Linked DNA regions of Cricetulus griseus: region 2 is linked to region 1. A link is a contact called in public Micro-C data. All regions are on one chromosome and are shown on one strand. The core of a region is the stretch at or near the end of the contact, and the rest is flanking DNA. Distances in the headings are between cores, read along the strand shown.

What was found. A called contact is a pair of places that touch in the nucleus more often than the background predicts.
Region 2: a contact with region 1 is called in a Micro-C map of the CHO-K1 cell line, with 6 times the contacts expected there. The contact joins the promoter of Nxph3 here to the promoter of Tac4 in region 1. A contact is called at or near these places in 3 of 8 Hi-C or Micro-C datasets (the CHO-K1 cell line and fibroblasts).

What each region holds. Positions count from the first base shown.
Region 1 is chr7:108,437,068-108,444,792 of CriGri-PICRH-1.0, forward strand. It overlaps Tac4 (tachykinin-4), which reads left to right and starts at 1,272. Exons shown (of 6, transcript XM_035447809.1): 1 at 1,272-2,160; 2 at 5,661-5,754; 3 at 6,280-6,312; 4 at 7,333-7,392. The coding sequence starts at 2,041.
Region 2 is chr7:108,684,208-108,691,435 of CriGri-PICRH-1.0, forward strand. It overlaps Nxph3 (neurexophilin-3), which reads right to left and starts at 1,583. Exons shown (of 2, transcript XM_027424271.2): 1 at 1,530-1,583. The coding sequence starts at 1,583.

The sequences.
Region 1 (7,725 bases), core at 22-2,521:
CTCTTCTCTCCGCCCTCTCATCTGCCCGATGCCTCCCGCCTCGTCCACACTGTGCGCCCACCACATCCTGCCCCAGGCATGGTGGTTCCTTCGCCAGCGAGGTGGGGAGCCTCAAGACCAGAGCTGAGCCTGCGAGCACTTTACCCAGTCATTCATGAACAACATTCATTCATTGTCCCACCCTGGGAGGTTTACAGACCGGGAAACTGAGGCTCAGAAACACTCCATGGGCTAAAGTCAATCTGACTGTGCCTGCAGTAGGAAGGCCATCTCCCAGGTCCAGAGGCCTGTGCTGGGATTTCCAGGCTAGCCTATAAGCCCGGCACTGGTATCTAAGATGCTCCTTTAGATCAAGCCTGACTGCCTGTTTCCACATCTGTAAAATGAAGAGGAGAAAGGTGGTACCTGTAAGGAAGAATTTGTTAAGGAAGATGACAGAAAGCCAACAAGAGGGTGGAGGTACTGGGTGTCTTGCCCATTGGGGCACTGAATAAAAGACAGGGTGACTTCCTGAACCAGGAAATCTGCATTTTAGCATGTGCTGGCATTCACAACCCCCATTGCATTCATCAGAGATTTCTGGTGATGATCTCAGGCACAGTGTCTTCCTTGCTCATCTTCCCATCCAGTCCCAATAATAGTAATAATAATAGTTAGCAGGTCATGGTGGCACACGCCTTTAATCACCACTCAGGAGGCAGAGGCAGGTGGATCTCTGATTTCAAGGCCAACCTGGTCTACAGAGGGAGTTCCCGGGCAGCCAGAGCTACACAGAGAAACTTTGTTTTTTGTTTTTCGAGACAGGATTTCTCTGTATTTCTTTGGAGCCTGTTCTGGAACTCTCTCTGTAGACCAAGCTGACCTCGAACTCACAGAGATCTGCCTGCCTCTGCCTCTGCCTCCCAAGTGCTGAGATTAAAGGTGTATATCACTAACACCTGGCTCACAGAGAAGTTCTTATCTCAAAAAACAAAAGTAACAATAACAATAGTTAACAGACATTAAATATTTACCATTGCACACTGTGCTGAATGCTCCATATGCATTATTTCGTTGCATCCTCAGCCTTGTGTTACCCAGGAGGGTCCTGAGGTTTAGAGGGGTTAAGTAATAGCCAGAGGTCACAAAACTCAACAATGATGCTTCAAATGGATCCTGGGTCTCTGAACACAGGGCCCTTGTTCTAGACTGACAGATGACTGAGGGAGGGAGGGAGGGAGGGAGGAGGGAGGGAGGGGGAGGGAGGGAGGGAGGGAGGGAGAGAGGGAGGGTTGGATGGATGGCCAGGCAAAGAGAGGGAGGATCTGAACAGACAGGGGTTGAGCATACTCAGGAGCTTGCAGTTTGTAGAAAGAGTGACAGAGTTTGTAGAAAGAAGGCACAGGGGCTACAAGCAGAGGGGATAAGTGTGGTTCAGTGTTAGGATGCCATTTTGGCAATCGTGGAAAATCACTGAGGGTCAATGGCTGACATTTGGAGTCAGAGGTCATTTTCTAGCAAATCTCAGTTTCCACTTGCAAGAAGCCTCACTTCTTTAACAACTGGCGCCTCCCAGGGCAAGCAGTGTGTTCTAAGGACACATGGGGGCTGTGATGGGGAGAGTGCAGAAAGAGAAGAGATGGGATGGGAGTGGTTGAGCAGCAGTGACATACGGGCACCATATAGCTCTCTTCCCAGACCCAACAATAGAGATACTCCCCTGGGGGTTGTCCCTGGCAAGCTGTAACAGGAGGGAACTCAGCCAAGGGTAAGGCTGGTATTGCATCAGTGTTAAGCCTTGGGATCAAATGCTGGGGGTGGCTATGAGGAGGTCTAGGCTCTTGATGGTATTGGCTCAATCAGCCAGGGAGAGCGACTGTTAGTGAAGTAGCTCAAAGATGGGATTAGCCACAGGAAGGAAGCAGAGGAGCTGGAAGGCCTGGAGAACAAGGGTAGATTTCCCACCCATACTGGAGTGGCCCAGTGGAGACTGCTGAAGGAGGCGGCATCAGGCTGAGAGGGGCTTCCCAGACTCCCTGGACAGAGCAGCTCTTGCTCACCATGCTGCCCCTCCTTGCCCTGTTGCTCCTGATTGGGCCATCAGTGTGCACTACAACAGGAGACAGAGAGCAACTGACACTCGGCACAGCAGCAGAGTCCTGGGTGACCGTGAACCTGAAGGTACCTTTCTGAGATGATGACCTGTGGTGGAGGGCTGGGAGATCCCTTCTGAGAATGCCAGAATAGCAGAGTGTACCCCAAACCCTGAAAGACAGGCTGGTCAACTCCCCTGAGTGGGGAGGGTCAAGGCCATGAACTCTGATCTGTCCAGCCAGCAGAGGCACATTTGACTTGCACATGTGAGAGCAATAATGTGTGCTGTGTGTATAGAAACACTTAGCTAACACCTACTACGTTCCTTGTACTGTACGGACTGTATCATAAACAGTAACTTGTTTCAACTTCATGGGGAAACTACCATTGTTATCCCCATTTCACAGATGACTACAGAGGGCAAGGAGCTTGTCTAAGATGTACAGCTTCCACCTTAGCTAAGTTTTAACTCTGTATCTGAGCACCCGGGAACTTCTTTTTGAGGGACCAACTGGAGCAGGGTCACTGTTTTGTCTCACACAAAGCAACACTTTTGTCTCCTGATGAGCACTAGTGTTTGACTATGGTGGTGTCTACTAAACTCCCTGGTACTGTCACTGGAAAGAAATCTAAAAGTTGAATTCCCCAGCCTACCCTGAGATCCAATACCTCTGACCTAGGTAGAGACACTGACCTTAGAGCTTCCAATCCCTGACCAGGGAACCAGGAGAGTAACTGGAGTCTGTCTCCTCCCCACAGTCCCAGGAAGAGACACTTGGCTGATGTTGGTTTATGTTGCTGAGCCATGTGAGGTTTCTGGACGCCATCAGAATTGGGGGACTAGGGATGTTTCTCAGTTGGTAAAGGGCTTGCTTAGTATACATGGAGACCCAGGTTCAATCCCCAACACCACATAAAACTGCATGATGGTGCATGTCTGTTGTCCCAGCACTCAGGAGGTTGAGGCAGGAGGATCAGAAGTTCAGGGTCATTCTTTTTTTTTTTTTTTAAGATTTCATTTATTTATTATGCATACAACATTCTGCTTCCATGTATATCTGCACACCAGAAGAGGGCACCAGATCTCATAAGGGATGGTTGTGAGCCACCATGTGGTTGCTGGGAATTGAACTCAGGACCTCTGGAAGAGCAGTCGGTGCTCTTAACCTCTGAGCCATCTCTCCAGCCCATCAGGGTCATTGTTGACTCCATAGGGAGTTCAAGGTCAGCCTAGAGAGAAAAGGAGGGTTCAGAATGGGACCACAGGGAAAGCCATGCATAGACAGCTCTGCTAAGGGGTCCTCTCTAGTTGGACTAGAGAAATGTGGGCAGTGGGAGAGGACAGCAGGCCTGGGAGACCTGGGTTCAAGTCTCAGCTTCTCCACTGACTCCTGCTACTCTCAACCTCAGTTCCTCCCCTGCAAGATGGAGGAGAGAGAAAATAACCCCTTGCTCATTCTGCAGCTATGATGTTTTCTTTTTAAGTCAATGACAAACATGCAATGTGTAAAAAGTCCTATTGGATCAGAGACAACACGGGCATGGCCACATGGAAGTGTCATAATTTCACATGGCATTGGCAGTTCTGGTTCCCACCTGCAGTCAATTAGCTCATCCCACAGGAGTGAATCTTGTCCCCTCCTCTCTCCCTTAGTGCCTCTCAGCCTCCCAAGGAGAGCAGAGGCTAGGCTAGATGACCAGAAGTCCTGATAGACTGACTCTGCGGCTTGCTAAGTGTCACTACAAATGGGATGATCTCATTGCTCCAGTTCCCAGGGTGCCCTGCCTGCAGTCACCCCTGGGTTTCCTGGGTAAAATAGGATAGTCCTAATGTTTCCCCTCCCCTAGCAAAACCCTGATGGATAGAAGGGTCTGCTCTATTTAATTCATAAAAGACCACTTTCCAGTTTGTGCTTGGAGGATGCCCTTTATTAAGGCAAAGTGGTTTTCTTGAGCTTTTCAAAGATGGGTCTAAATCTCCAAAGAGACTTTTCTCTGGTTTCTGGCTTGGCTGGGCGACTCCAGCTGGCGACAGCTGCCCCAGCCACTGACAGCTCAGGGAGGAAACAGATTGGGAGGCTGAATTAGGCCAAGACTTAGAGAACAATCATCATGAAAACAGGGTTCCACAAGACCCAAACAGCCCATGGGGCTTCCCTGACTCCCAGCTGTGAACCTCTGGAGATCCTGCACCAATTGAGTCACTGAGCTGTCCCCAGTTCCCAACATATGGCCTCAAGGCTGTGGCTTGTCTTTAGCCTTGTTGGAAAAGGTGGTTCCTACTTGTCTCAGTTCAGAAATGGTCATAGGTGCTCCCCCAGAGATTCAAGGTCATAGAGGGAGTGGGGGAGAGAGAACTCAGGTCCACAGCTGTTGGGAAGGATATTTTCCAACTGGGCTAGACTGACTAAAAATGTTTTTTTCTGGGGCAATAGCTCCACCCAGACCCCATGTGGGACTCCTTCCAGGATGCCCAGCTCTGGGGAGGGTAAGTCTGGGACAATAGAGAAAAGAGAACAGCCATTTAGCCCTGGTTGCCCTGCAATATTAAGTGGCAGTCACTTATGGTCTTTGACATTTCTCAAGACCTTTGAACCCTGCTTCAGCTTCTCCTGTATTACGTTGATTAAGGTTACTAGCTCCCTCAGTTTCCACATATGTAAAATGAACAGGGGTCACCCCCATTTTCTGAGACAGGGTTTCTGTGTTGCCCTGGCTGTCCTCAGATTAGCTCTGTAGACCACACTGACCTCCACCTCGCAGAGATCCACCTGCCATTGCCTCCTGAGAGCTGGCACGAAAGGTGTGTGCCACCAATACCCGGCCACATGTTCTTTTTGAGATAGACTTACTATGTGTATTCCTAGCTGACCTGGAACTACATGTAGATCAGTCTAACCTCCAGTTGGTAGCAATCCTTTGTGTGTGGTAGTGGTAATGTTTTGGCTATGCGACTCAGACAATGCTCCTGCCTCAGCCACTCTTACCTTCACATGCCACCGTGCCCAGCTCCAAAGTCTTAATTTATATTGAAATTTTGACTAAGTGAGAGCCTGCCCTTTGATCCAGATGACTTAGGTTCAAGTTCTGACTCCACTTCTCAGTTGGTTTTGGACATATTAGTTCATCTCTATGTACCTGTATGTCTTCATCTGTAAAATGCTGACAGCAATAATATTGGGCTATTTTCATGAGGTTTGGGTGAGAGAATTAGTGAGTTACTAAATGAAAATTCTTAGGACACTACCAGGAACACAGCAGGTGAAAATTTACATCATTATCAATACAGTGTTTGGGGGGTTGGGGAGATGGCTCAGAGGTTAGGAGCACTGGCTTGCTCTTCCAGAGGTCCCGAGTTCAATTCTCAACAACCACATGGTGGCTCACAACCATCTGTAATGAGATCTGGTGCCCTCTTCTGGCCTGCAGGCAGAACACAGTACACAAAATAAATCTTTAAAAAAAAATACAATGTTTGGGGTAAATATGCAAAAGAACCTAGTGCCAGGCTGTTGAGATGGTATGGCTCCCCCATCTCCTTTTCAGCGCCACACTCTAGTGCTAACCCTAACCCTCTGCTTCTCTAGGGAATCCCTGTTGCCAGCATTGAACTCCAGCTTCAGGAGATGAAGAGAAGCAGAACTCGCCAGTTCTATGGTCTGATGGGGAAGCGGCTGGAGGGTGAGTGACAAAGCCATGGGCATAGTTCTGACTGGCTTCTGCAAAACCAAGTAGAGGATGCCCATGGGATGGTGAGGGGCACTGTCCCTATCAGTCATCATCCGTGCAGGATGCTTTGGGGAGTGACAATGGCAACAGGTATATAGGGGCTATCCAGCACATGAGGAGCAGGGCTGAGGCTTTACACCCTGGTTCCATACCTGGCTGATGGGGAGTGTTGTGAAATGGACAGCAGCATCTAGATATGAGCAAGGCAGGCTTTCCATAGACTCTATGGCAACAACACCCCATAAGCCCAGTAGGTGACTGAGGTTCTGATTGTAAGTACTTTTCCCAAGGATGCCTCCTGGCTGGTGCCAAGTCCCAGTGATGCCAATCTATGCATTCTCTACTGCCTCCTATGGGCACATTCCCCATGGTCATGCAAGGACAATGGGGGTGGCTAGAGTTCCCATAAGAGCCCCTCACACCTCTCACCAAGCCTCCAGGGAAGCAATACAGTCCTCATCCCCTTTCTCCTCCCAGGAATACGTCCGATCCAGCCAAAGGCAAGAATGGGTGAGTGCTGTCCTGGTCTACCCTCAGCATACTCCCTGGGGTGGGGCACACTGTGCTGGCCATTAGCCACCCTGGAATAAACAGTGAAGCTCCAGCTGGAGGCATGCCTGGCTGGCACTGCTGTACCATCAAAGGACTGCTGTGACTTGACCAGAAGATGGATTTTCGGGTTATTTCCCTAGAGGGTGGGATATGCATGCCCAGGGAGCGCCTGCAGGGGTAGGAGACAGGGCCAGAGCTTCAGTATTCCATTTAAGCAAACAGATCAACCAGGAAGAGCTCAGTGATTCAACCCCTTGCTCCTTGAGGATGTCAGAACTGTAAATCCAGGTAGGCTTTATTCTGCTTAAGCCCTTCAGCAGAAAGGGAATCACAAGAGGGGTGGAGTGTGATGGCTCACACCTGTAATCCCAGCACTTGGGAGTCTGAGGCAGAGGGATTACAAGGTATAGGCCAGTCTGGACTACAAAGCAAGAGCCTGTCTCAAATGAATTGAAACAATACAGAAAACACCAGCTTGTACCCACAACAGCTGAATGCTGTATGAATCTTGCCTAGCCCCTTCATGCATTTTGGGGCCATTACTGATTTCACAGTCCCATCCTTAGCAACTAATGTGGGACTGCCCCTCCTGAGCAGGTAGCTTGTCTCCATGGCCTCGGAATGATGGTCTCGATAGGCACACTGCATTGTGCAGTCCTGTGGTGTCACATGGTTGTTGTTCCCAGCCTGGAAACTCCCCACAGGAAGACCCAGGGCTTTGGTCACTCTATGTCCTTAATACTCAGCCTAGTTTCTGAACATAGAAATATTGGTGAAAGGAGTAGCAAGAGGGAGGATTTGATGAGTAAAGCTATGGATGAATGAAGGGATCCAGGGCATTTCTTCACCTCCCATGAGTGAGAATGGCGGCATTTGAAAGGCCCAGCTCTACTCTGCCTGTCCTTAGGCAACTCCATGCCTAAGGCCACTTTCCTTTACTACTCCTTTTTTCTTTACCCCTTCTTTCTCCCTCACCAGGGTATCAGCTGGGACGAATAATGCAGGACCTCCTTGGGGAAAGAGGTCTGTTCGTAGAAGGTAGGAGAAGGCATCTAAGGGTGTCAAGGGCATCATGGGAAAACAGCCAGACACTCTGCTGCCATCAGACAGAATAGGCTCCCATACCATTCTATCCAGCAGAAGGGTCCATGGGAGGTGGGAGCTGTGGTACAAGGGAAGGGAGAGGCCCCTGCTGGTCTTTTTGAGTATTTGTATGTGCCACAGCATGTGTGTAGAGATCAGAGGTCAACTTGCAAGAGTTGGTTTTCTTCTTTCATCATGTGCCAGAGACCCAACTCGGGGGGTCACATGGTGACAGATACCTTTTGAGCTATTTTGCCAGCCCTGATGATCTTGAAGTTGTGTCTTCCC
Region 2 (7,228 bases), core at 333-2,832, 250 kb after region 1:
AGTTCTTGTGAGTCCCATTTCACAGGTGAGGACATCAGGATATTCAGGTTACATCACCAAAAGACATAGGCCACAAGTGTCCCATCACGAGGCACAGACCAGATGTACCTTTGCAAAAGACTTTTACTGAAGCCCTGTTTCCACCTGGATGTCCTGTCAAACTCTGCCAGGGTTTTCTCGCCTCAGCAGGCTCAGCTATGGTGACAGGCCACACCTTGGGGAGGCTTCCTGGAGAAGGGTGGAACAAGCCAGCAGGGGAGGTTACCTAACTCCCTAGACTCAATGGTCTGGATGTGTTTGCTCAGTTTCTGGGACCGAGTTCTCATCGGTGTGTCTATGTCACCAGCGAGGAGACACCAGCTTAACTGCAACATCTGGATCGATGATGACATGGGTGGGGCCGAGGGATTCCTGAGGAGCTGGGATGGGAGGTTCCAAAAGGGTTTAGTCTTTATGTCTCTTGCTCTGGTCTTGGCTGTGCCTATGCCTGTGTGCTGTGACCAACCCAGTATCTGTCCCACGGCTAAGGCTGGCCCTGCTTTCCAGGTTCCCAGTGTCCCCCGGGTCAGGATAGGCAGGCAGGGAGGCTCCTAGGGCTGGGTTCAAGGTTGCCCACTTGTTCGGAGCTGGCTCTAGGGTTTAATTGAATGGTTGAGATAGTCAATAGCTCAGTAGTGATCAGGGCCACAGGTAAGGGCCAAGCAGGGAAGGCTTCCTCTCCAACAGCGGACTGGGGGTGGGAGGGTTGCTGTCAATGGGAATTGTTTTGAGGAAGGGGGCAGTTCCAGTGGTGCTGAGGCTTCTCCAGGACAGGATTGGGGTCGGAGACAGATGTAGGGCGGCGGGCTAGGGTGGCGGGGGAGTTAAGCTCTGGGCTAGGGTCCGGGTGGGGTTCCAGGGCATCCTGGGCCGCGGGGGAGCGGGCTCTGGGCGCTCAGCTCAGCTGCTATGAGCGCCTGGGGCGGGAGCCGCCTGCCCAGGTCCTGTGGGGCTCGGGCTGCGCGCAGCCGGGAGAGGCGAGGAAAACAACAGGCGAGGAGGGAGGGAGCGGGAGGGACGGCGGGAGGAAGGGACGCGGAGGCCGCCCCCAGTCCGCCCGGGCTTTGCGCGCCAGGGCCCACAGTTTGGGGTTCTCTGGGCCCCAGAGGTCAGAGGAGAAGCCTGCGTCCCCTGACCCGGCAGGTCAGCTGCCCCACCCCCGTTCCGCGCGTCCTGGGATGCTGCGAGAGGTCGGGTAATCCTTGGCGACTCAGCTCCGAGGGGCCTTTTCCCTAGTGTCACTCGCACCTCCCGCCATCAGCCGCGGAGTGGGTGGGCCAGCCAAACACCCTCCTCCCCGCCCCTATTAACCCTTCCTGTCCGGCCTCCGGCCTCGGACCCGCCCTCTCCCCCAGCCTCCAGCTTTCGCCCGCCCGCATCCCTGGGATGTCAGGGGAGGGGGGAGGGAGAAAGTTTCAGGGCTCCGCGGCTTCCCGCGCTCTCCCCATCCTCTGGCCCCCGCCCTGCGCCGCTCCCCGCGGACCACTCACCAGATAGAGGCTGCCCTGCACTAGGAACACGAAGCAGCAGCGGGTCAGTTGCATCTTCCTCCTCCGCTCTCACCCGTCTCTCTTTTCCTTTCGGGGTCCCAGTCCCCCTCTTCCCTGGACTGCTCCTTCAGGCGCGCTGTCCCATGCTCCCGTCCCCGGTGGTTCGCGGCCCTCCCCTCAGCCCGTCGCTGGGACCGACCCCGCCCCCTTCGGTCCAGCTGTGTAGCCGCCGCCCCCTCCCCGCGTCCAGCTGCGCGCCGCGCGGTCCCGTCTCCCGGTGCCAGATGTGAGCCCGGAGCGTCTCGAAGGGGCTCCGGCTGCGCGGTGGCTGCGCCTCTCCAGACAGGCGCTCGGCGCCCCACTCGCTTCCAGAGGCTCGGCTCTCGCCCAGATGTGCTGGGGGACCTGCGCGCGCGCCCGTCCCCGGTGCTAATTCCCCAGACCAGACGGCCCCTCCCGCCCCGTCGCGGCGCGCCCCCTGGCGGACGCCCGGGCCAAGCGAGCCGCGGCCGCCCGCTCCCCGCGCTGCCCCCGCCAGACTGGAGCGCTCCTGGCGCCCAGGCGGCTCCCGCTTCCTCGTCCCTCCCACTGGCGGCGGCGGCGGCAGCGGCAGGTACCGTGAGCCCAGTCGGTACCTCCGGAGTTAACTCCTCCCCTGCCGGCCCGCAGCATGGGGACCTGGGACGCCGACTTTCCAGCGTAGGGGACAGAAGGTGGGCGGAGGAGCTCGCTCTGGGAGAGGAGGCGAGAGGCTGGAAGACCGCCGATGGGGACACCAGCTTTTTCGCCCTCCTGGCAGCGCGCCTTATTTTCTGTAGCGGGCATCGGGGATCTGTCGCCCTACCTACACCTACCCCTAGGAGTCCTAGAATTTGGAAAGACAATTCTGCCCAAACCCTTTTAAGGGTGCAAGGATATCAACAGCGGATCACAGCTGCTGGTTCCTGCAAGACTTGAGGGTGCTGAAGGAAGTTCTTCTAAGTGTCTAGCTCGCACCCCTTTTCTTAGCAAGGCCGTTCATTTTCTTCCTCAGAGCAATCACTATGAAGCTTTTGGTTGAGGCGCTGGCCTGAAGAGACCACTAGGGACCAGGCTGGATTCTGGGGTTGGAGTAAGGGTTTGCCTCCTGAGAAACAGAGGAGGGATGATGGGATGGACAAGACCTCTCAGAGGCTGTCCTTCCATTCTTCCCTCCCTCTTCTTTACGACACAGGTGCTCACCAGGCTAAATAGGGTCTCACCCCAGTGGGGTCCCAGGTTGCTCTGGTCCCTTCAGATCTCCAGGGCAAGAAGGACTGACCTAGACAAGAGATGCCCAAAGGTGCAGGACCACCCTTCTTCCATCACTCCCACTCTTAATGGATGGACCTCTTTCCTAGCTCTCTGGAACTCATTTAGTCTTGAGAAAAATAAAAGGTCGCATCCTCCGACCCACTGGAGGCATTTGGAGTGGTCCCAGCCTATGCTGGGCCATTGGTGGGCTCTCCCCACTCTCTCCTGGGGCCCCTCGGAGATCCAGTGTGGTCTCTGACTGCAGCCCCCAGCTCACACCCAGCCTCCTCCCCCACCATCTGCCAGGCGTTGTGCTAGGAATGCAGATGAATCTTAATATCAGCCTGGGCCAAGTGCAAAGAGGGAGAGACTGCAGAAGGAGGTACTCTGGATGAGTCTCCTAGGTGCCCTGGGCCTTTCCTCTGTGTGTGTGTGTGTGTGTGTGTGTGTGTGTGTGTGTGTGTGTGTGTGTGTGTGTGTGTAAGATTCCCAAAGCCGGGGGCGGGATGGGGGGAAGAAGCAGGTAAATTTTTGTGTGGCCTTGGAGCCTCTGGTCCAGCTGGGAGAAAGATGTTGTCAGTCTGAGCGTGGGCAGCTAGTTCCTACTCTCAGCTAGGCAGAGGTGTAGCTGGGCTCGCTCCTTGCCCATTCCAAGTTCTGCCTCCAGGACAGCAGTGTGGCCCAGCAGCAGGACTGCTGTTTTCAGGCCTGACGGTCTTAGACTCCACTCCAGACCCCTACACACTGTGTGACCTTGGATAGGTTACTTCCATCCTCTGATGTCAGTTTTCAGATCTGTCATTTAGAGAAGGAGAGAAGACACAATGTGTAAACCCAGTGCAAGCACCATGGCTAGCGGACATCGTGGGAGTGCAGTAAATGGAAGGGTTAGCTTTTGCACTGCCCACACATTTGCTGCTCTGTTCTTCCAGCCAGGCTTGCCCTCACTCCCCTTTTGGACACTCCTGGCTCCCACTTGCTTCCACTTTTTTCTTTGCCTTCATCCATCAGCCACTGGTGGGGCCTGTCCTCGGTACCAGGCACCAGGCCAGAGCCTCGGCTGCAGAGATGAATGGGACACCATCCCTGCCCTCAAGGATCTCCTGGCCCTGTGTGTGGAAATCGATCATTATAACTCACTGCAGTGAGTGCAATGACACAGTCCCCATAAAGCCTTGAGGGTGCACCAGGAAAGGTGGGGGAGGGGCAGGAGGAAGGTCAGGGCTGACTCTCTGAGGGCAGTCAAGTCTAGGAGGTCAGGAGGAGTAGGTCTGTCAAGGGCATTCCTGGCAGGGGGTACAGAAAGCTAGGAATGAAAGCAGCTTGTTGTCCTGGGAGTGCCTCCTCCAGGAGAAGATCAGAGGCAGGGATCAGCCATAACGGGCTTACATGTCAGTGAAGGGGTCCGGATCCATGTTTGTGGGGAGCCTTGGAAGGGTTTTGAGGGACTGATTACAGTCCAGCTTGTTTTTTGGATAGCTTTTGTTGAATTCACTAGAAAGAGGAGGGGGAGGGGAAGCAATTAGAAGATCAGGGTTGGGGGCCTGAAGACATCAGCTGGCAAACCTGGAAAACAAAACCAGCCAGGATTTGGCTGTTGCTGGGGTGCCCGATGCAGGGACAGCGATGAGGGTGCCAGGCAGCTGGACGGGGTGGGGGTGCAGGTGGCGGGGGGGGGTACCCTGGTGGACAGAGCAGGATGACTTGGAGGAATTCAGCTCTGGCCATGACATACATATCTCTGTGCTGCTGTTGGTCATCAAAGGGCACCAGAAAGTCTGTCCTGGGGTGTGAAGGGTGCTGGAGACGTTGTAGGCACAGGAGGAGGAGTCCCTGGAAGTCTGACATTTAAAAAGTAGGCAAAGGAAGAAAATTCCCAGGTGTTCATGGGCAGAGTAGGCAATCAGGAGCAAAGTGGGCCGCGAGGCTCACTCTCTCACCTGAGTGAGAAGGGTGAGAGCGAAGGCCTCCATGCAGGCCCCAAGTTTCCTCATCGGGGGAATAGGAACCCAGTACTGTATACTTTTACAAGCCCTTAACCCCCAACCAGGGGACACAGAGTAAAGTGGCCTCTATCACTCTAAAAATATGGATGGAACTCTGTTGGTAGAGTGCTTGCCTAATATACATAAAACTCTGGGTTCCATCTCTAGCACCCCATAAACAAGGCATGGTGGCACACACCTGTTAATTCCAGCACTTGGGAGGTGGAGGCAGGAGGATCAGATGTTTAAGGCTACCCTCAGCTACATAGTGATTTTGACTTTGTTGTTGTTGTTGTTCACATTTGCCTGCATGCATGTCTGTGCACTACCTGTTTGTCTGGTGCCTGTAGAGGGCAGAAGGGGGCATTAGATCCCTGGAACTGGAGTTACAGACAGTTGTAAGCTGCTGTGTGGGTGACAGGAATTGAACTGGAGTACTCTGGAAGAGCAGCCAGTGTTTTGTTTGTTTTTTGAGATGGTTTCTCTGTGTCCTTTGGAACCTGTCCTGGAACTTGCTCTGTAGACCTGGCTGGTCTTGAACTCACAGAGATCTGCCTGCCTCCGTCTCTAGTGCTTTAAAAAACAAAACAAACAAACAAACGAAAAACTAAGGTCTCACAATGTAGCTGTGGCTGACCTGTATCTGGCTATGTAGATGAGACTAGGCTCAAACCTTCCAAGATCCTTGTCTTCTCCAAGGAGTTAAAGGCAGATGCTACCCCGCCTAACTCAGTAGTTGTTCTTAGCCACTGAGCCATCTCTCCAACCCCTACATAGTGATTTTGAAGCCAGCGCTGGCTACCTGAGACCATATCTCAAATAGGAAGGAAGACTGGGTGTTATGGTGTACGCCTTTGATCCCAGCACTTGAGAGGGCGAGGCAGGCTGATCCCTGAGTTTGAGGCCAGCCTGGTCTATGCAGTAAAACCCTGTCTAAAAGGAAAGAAAGAAAGGAAAAACTCTGCTATGTGAAATGCTGGAAAGGAGGGATTACCCACAGCACAAAAGACAAAGGAATTCTGGGAAGGGAAGGGGCATCGGAAGTCTGTCTGCTCCAAGTGGGAAGGCTGACCACTGACACAGCACTCTCTGTGCACCTAGTACCATGGCAGTGACGTAGGTGGTGATTCCCAAGGTGTGTCTGTCACTCAGGGCCACATCTCTGTGTGCCCCGAGTCCTTTCCATTGCATCCCTTGCACACAGTAGGTACTCAGTGAAGGGAGAGCGGCTGAGTGACTGAGGCCTGCAACAACCTCCAACCCCCTCTGCACACAAATGCTCCTGGCCCAGCATTTGCTCATCACCTCCTTGTACTCTTGCCTGCTCTGGAAGAGTCCTTTGTGTGTTGTTTCCTCCTTGCCTCCCCAGTGCGGCCCCAGCCAAACAGCACAGTGGGCCCCTGAGGGTGCTCTGCCAATGAGCAGGAGATAGAGTTCCTGACTGCTTGAAAGGCAGACAGGCAGACAGTGGCTGCCCTTAAACCCACTGTAGTGGTCTGAGGGAGAGGAGAGGCTAGCTGGTAATTGGTAATAATCTCTCCCGTTTAGCTGGCAATTTGCAATTTAAAGAGCTGGGATAGAGAGTTATGTATTGGGGAGGCCCAGGGGGAAAAACACGCTTAAATAGGGGGGCCGAACATGGATCCCAGAGAGATGAGTGGGAAGCAATGAGTGGAGGAGCGGTAGGGGAGGAGAGAACCTTCTAGGCAGATGAAGCAGATCGAGGAAAAGCCTCAGATGAAAGACAGCCCAGGAGTGGGGTGCTGAGGGGGCCCGGATGAAAGAGTCATTTGTTCCATGAATAGTTATCAAGTGTCTACTTTTATGTCAGGTCCTGGCTGGTGTGCAGTGTGGGTCTGGACCGGAGACTGTAGTTTCCATTTGCATGGAGAATGTGAGCTGGGAGGGAGACATAAGAGGGGAAGGCCCAAGCTCTGAGACACTGGCACACAGCAACTTCCGAGAGACAGGAAGGGAGAAGGGCCATAATTTATCTGTGTCCAAAGGATGAGAGGGCCTGGGGCTGTCAGAGGGTAGGGTTGGGTCTTCTAGGCAAAGGGATAGGGGGTTAATCTCTGGAGCCTATGGAAGCCTTAAGAAGGGAGAGGAACTGGGGGAGGCAAGTGTGCAGCTGACAGGAAGAGGGAGCCCAGGGAAGGGGGGACGGGGAGGCTTCAGGTTGCGGCAGGGGTGTGAGTGCAGACCTTTGGGGTCTCAATAGATGGTTCATGAGTACTATGTTGGCTTTACACTCTGGAGACAGCACCCTGAAGAGCATCCTGCTCTTTGTAAGGGGCAGAGCTGAGAGCTGGGGTGAATGTGGGAGCCAGGAGGAGACGGTAGCCTGAATTAGGTCAGAGGCACAGGGCTGTGAGGAAAGGAGTAGTAGGGACAGGAGAGGGTGGCTCTGAAAAGTGTCCACGGGGAAGGATGGAGGGGTTC